Linked DNA regions of Gossypium hirsutum: region 2 is linked to region 1. Evidence: chromatin contacts called from public Hi-C data. All regions are on one chromosome and are shown on one strand. The core of a region is the stretch at or near the end of the contact, and the rest is flanking DNA. Distances in the headings are between cores, read along the strand shown.

Region 1 (2,700 bases), core at 4-2,503:
ATGTCGAGAAGTTCGAGTTGACTCAATGACCCATACTCAGGTGGAATGCCTCCATCGTAGGCGTTGAAGTATCCGATTACCAAGTATTTGAGGTTTGTTAAACGAGCCAAAAAGGAAGGAGTTTTCCCTGTTAAACCGATGCCATTAAGACCCAAATATTCCAAGCTCTGGATTTCAGAGTACTCCTCCGGTATCTCTCCCATAAAAAAGTTTCCTCCGAAAGATAAATGCTTGAGATATTTAAGATTGACGACCTCAATGGGAAGAACACCCGTGAAGTTATTGTTATAAGCATCGAGAATCTCGAGGTGAGTCATGCCTGCAAAGATTTCTCCAGGGAAACTGCCTTGGAAAACATTGTTGGAGATGTTGAATATCTTAAGAGAAGTCAAATTACCCATCTCCACCGGAATCCTCCCCGTAAGACTATCGGAAGAAATAGTGAGGTTGACGAGCTTGTTGAGAAGCCCAATTTCAGGAGGAATGGTGCCAAAGAGAGGAGCAAACGACACGTTCAGAGCAACAACACTGAAATCCTCATCGCATTGAACACCAGAGAAACGGCAATGTGCTGATGGAGATGAAGAGAATTCCCAGTTCTCGAGTCCCGAACCTTTTGGTCCAATCATTGAAGACTTGAGCAGCAACAGAACTTCAAGATCACTGTAACCATAGACGATGGCTGAGAAGGGTAGTAGAAGACTCGAGAAAACACAGAGAAGATAACTGTAAAAGCTTCTCATTTCAGTGTTCTTCTATTTTCCTGCGATCAGAGAGAGGTGAAGGCTTTACTATCAGTAGCTCACTACGTTAAATAGAGTTGTACTGTATAGTGGATCGCAAAGAGGATCGTAGTTCCCAAAGCATCAAATGTTGGATATGAAATAAACAAATACAAAATCTGAATTCTGAAAAAGTCAGGGAGAGGGTGTGTAAAAGGAGGGGAGTCTGGACTGCATGAAACCGCTAAAGACACGGCAATACTGTATGGCCCATGGTTCGCATCGTACACTACATGGAATTGAAAAATGGTAGAACACAGAAAGGGTTAACGTTGAATTTACTAGTTTTTAAAGCTTGTCAGCTCTGTGAGTCAAACATGAGGGAGGGAGGGAGGGAGGGAGGGTCCCCATGGCAGCAAGAAGAACGACTGAAACGTTAACTCGGGACGGAGTTGATGAAGGGTACTATTTTACGTGGGGCTTAGAGACTGTGAATTGCTAAGGGTACTATACTCATCTGGTTTGACGGCGTGATCTGCCGGTTCTAAAGACTGGCCCTATTATAAATGCAGCTGCCCACTGCATTACTGTCAGACGCCAGTTGTTTTTTCTTTTTCTGAAAGAAAAAAATCACTGGGAAAAACTATCAAATTCACTAGGTTGAGCTTGGTAAAAATATTAGAACATATATATCTTAGTATTATTTTGAGCATTTGGGATGATGAAAGATGAATGTGGATTTTGTCTTTTGGGGGAGTGATGAAGACAGGGGATGGGCTTTGGGGGTCAATTGCTGGGCCCAGATTAAAGGCTGTGAATGTCCTTTCCCGAAGAAACACCTTTTTCTCCTCTGACTCCTTTTTGGCAGTGAGCTAAAAGTCCACTCTTTTTGTTCTTTTCTCCGATCGGGACCGTCCACAAAATAGGGGACCATTGTCGATTGCCTCTGCACTAACTTCTCCTTTTGCTTCCTTCCCTATCCCTTATGCAATGGTTCATGGACCAACCCAAGTATTCTGCAACTTCTTCTAACCATCCAAGTGCTTTGACATCCACAGTAGAATCTCTTCATCATCTCATTCAAATATTTGTCTTCTTGTTTAAGCAACATTTATGATTGGGCCATTAGCTTGTTAGAAAACTTCCAAGGGAAAAAAATAAATTATGTTAGAAAATAACATATGATAGTGTTCATGAAAAAGATAATGCAAACATGACTATATCATGAATATAGATATGCTACATTGTGAGATAAGGTATAGTTTAAAGAGTAAATGGATATTTAATTTTTTGTAAATGAAGGTTCAATTTAATTTTAGAGTCCAAATTTCAGGAGTATAGGGAAGAACAATAAAAGATGAAGCTTAACCCTCACTAGGGTTAAGAATAAAAATCAATTCAAATTGAGATATTTAGACAGTTTATGAAAAGTAAGTTAAAAAATTACGATTATTTGAAGTTAAATTGAATTTTATTTTTTATTTATATATAATTATTTTTAATTTTTATGATATAAAAATAAATATTTTATATTTAAAATAGTTAATAATTTAAAAGTTCTTAAAAAATTATTATTTTTAAGAAATATTTATGAAAAACATCTAATTTTTTTAAAATAATATTCAAAAACCATTAAACAAATCTCATTTTATCAAAATAAATCTAAACATTAAAACAATAAATTAATATAAAAAAATTGAGAACCAAATCGAACTGAAACGAATTATGATGGATGGTTTAGAAAATTTTAAAAACTTGATTGACCTAAATCAAAATCACCCCTAATCTTGATAGTAAATGTTTGGTACTACGAGTCAAAATTTGTATCAGTACAAGTGTAAGATTCTCGAAAATATCTTTGAAAGAAAAGCTTAACCTCAACACTTGTAAGTGTTGAAATCATATAACATCATCTCATCATGTCCCAAATTGTGGAAATCAAATTCTCTCAAATTTTTTGGTAAACAACCCTGACTTC
Region 2 (2,700 bases), core at 47-2,546, 210 kb after region 1:
GTAACACTAACTTCGCCAAATGTTTAAATATTAAATAGTGAAAATTTTTATATAGAGGAGTTATAAATATTTAAAATTTTTAAATATATATAATACCATGAATATGATGATTGCACAAAATACAAATACATATCTTTTCAGTTTTTTTTTATATTTATGAATTATAACAAATACAATATAATTATAAATATAAGTATAAGTAATTACAAGTATTAAATTATTATAGACGAACTATACAATTAAATTATTATAATCTAAACAAATTAAAAACTGATATAGTTCAAACTAAAACCAATTAGGACTAACTGGACCAAAACTCTCATTATGAAACTTAAAAACTCGCGTATATAAATTAGGCATGAACTATATTTTAAATTGACATAGACGTCGTTATACATCGTTTACATCAAAATTAATAGACGTGAATGAAGGTCACGTGCATGGCACCGACCAATAATGGACCGGAAATTCTCATCAAGACTGGCTGGCCTGCTGCCACGTATACCAATCCCTTCAGGTCTTGCACTGTATTATCACATAAAATATTTAATATTTTACTCCTATTTTCTATTTATGTGTTGTTCTTGCATGAGGTGGTCATAAAATAGTCTTGGGTCCCGCCAAGTGGGATACGTGTATTGCTAGGATTCTTTCAAGTCCCTTTCAAACCAGACCAACATCTTAGATGGAGGGAATGATCAACGGCTGGTATCTCCTCACCGGTTATTTCTAATTATTCGATCCAACGGTGTAAATCGAATTGACGGCTGCCGCCCAACAGTGTTTCCCAAGTCTTGAACTGTCGGTAAATTAGGAGTCTGTGGTAACATTTTTATTATAAAGAAAATGAAAAAAGTAAAGGACAAAGTATGTTACTAGTCCCTGCTTTTCTATAAATTTTGATATTTACTCCCTATATTTTAAAATTTAAAAGTTCAATTCTCTTACTTTTTCAATTTAAAAATCTTAATCCAATAATTATCATATGCTAAAATGTTTATTTTCATTTTATTTTCACTCATATGATATGTCACATGAGGGCAACTTAATCAACATGCTAAATTGGTAAATTTTGACAAAAAAAATACTTACTATTTTAATGATTGGATTGAGATTTTTAGATCAAAACAGTTAAAGGGCTTAATTTCTAACCTTTTAAGTATACAAAATAAATCTCAAATTTTATCAAAAGTATAGGGCCTAACAGACAATTTTAACGAAAAGTAAATTACAATAAAAAAATAAAGTAGCCGTTGGAGACGTGGAGTTTATTACTTGTATAAAAAGAGGCACAGACTTTTAAACACATGAAAGTCTGGAAGAAAAGTAGAATAAATTAAAAATCCAAACCATTTCGGATCCCTCTGGGATCGAAATCGATTTTGTATCTATTTTCTGTTTATCAATAGCATTTCCTAACCAATATTCTTTTTCTTTTTTACTTTTCATTGAGAAAATCTGTAAAGATTTCCTCTGAAATATATATATCTTGAGCATGTTTTTGGCTTCAGGCTTTTGATCATATTATTTCGAAGATCATCGCCTCTTTTTGTTTGATATTGAAAAAGCTTGTTCGTTGTTTGCCAAAGCAAAACCCAGTAGTATTATGGATGGGATTTTCTTGTCATCTTCAGCTGAGAAATCTGTTTCTCCAAACAAGCAACTCAAGAACATTCCAAGGAGACATAGTAGTGGAGCTCACACAAGCATCATCCATGGGGGGGGAGGAGGCCTCTTTTTGGCTCCTCCACCGTCTCTTTCCTTCTCTTATCCATTCTATCAGGCTCAGCATCAACCACCTCTCCTTCCACTTCCACTCCCTAATAAACCTCTTCATACGTCGCTCCCTTCTCGAACCCCACCCCTTTCATCTTCTCCATCTAACCTCAAAAGCAACAGATACAAAGACCAATCTCTGACCCCTCCAAAGAGATCAAAATCGAAGCAACTCAGTGGCAAATCAGTAGGAGAGCCAAAGAAACTTCAAACCAGACCAACGGAGGGAAAAAAAGCACAAGGTGCAATTAGTAAGCCCTTTGTCATGGCATCAGGAGGACCCCAGGCGGCTGCGAGAGATTTGGAGAGGCTTTCAAGTTCTATCTTTACACTCTCTCCACCACCTAGCAGCTTGCCTTTGCCCAGCTTTTCGCTTAGACCAAAGCTTGGCTGCAAGGCTGAAGCTGGTGGAGGAGTCGATGATGGAGCCACTGACAATCTCCGACGACTCCTACGTCTCCCTTGAAGGGTCTTTTCCGTAAATAAAGGCGTGAACAATAATTAAGGGTAAGCAGTAACTTCTGTTCTTCCTTTTTCTAGTTTTTCTCCTTAATTGTCTCATGTCATGGGAAATTATAAAGATACCTCATAGTTTTTTTGAGCTGAGGTGCAGGAATAAAAGAAAAACTAGAGTGGATAAGAAGTGTGCTTGCTTCTGAGTTCTAAGGCTTTGGGTCAATAGTTTGTTCAACTTTTTCCATTTTCTTTTATAGCGTATTAAGTATATTGTAATTTAGATCCTATGCTGATCATAATGCGATCACCGCCTTGTTTTTGAATCGGGGGTGAACATATAAAAGCTATATGTGTAAGGCTTTGCCATTTTCTTGTGTTTGATAATCTTAAGGCTGTTTCTGAACAGACGATTGCCACATTACGAATTAAGCACATGCACGCATTTTATGTCTCGATAATAACATCTAT

The links. A called contact is a pair of places that touch in the nucleus more often than the background predicts.
Region 2: a Hi-C map of leaf shows a contact between it and region 1, with 4 times the contacts expected there. The contact joins the promoter of LOC107910706 here to the promoter of LOC107910708 in region 1. A contact is called at or near these places in 13 of 34 Hi-C or Micro-C datasets (anther, callus, cotyledon and 3 more).

Annotation. Positions count from the first base shown.
Region 1 is chrD02:22,994,327-22,997,026 of Gossypium_hirsutum_v2.1, forward strand. It overlaps LOC107910708 (receptor protein kinase CLAVATA1), which reads right to left and starts at 1,254. Exons shown (of 2, transcript XM_016838668.2): 1 at 1-1,254. The coding sequence starts at 743.
Region 2 is chrD02:23,203,824-23,206,523 of Gossypium_hirsutum_v2.1, forward strand. LOC107910706 reads left to right here and starts at 1,297. Exons shown (of 2, transcript XM_016838666.2): 1 at 1,297-2,283; 2 at 2,390-2,635. The coding sequence starts at 1,607. The coding sequence ends at 2,242.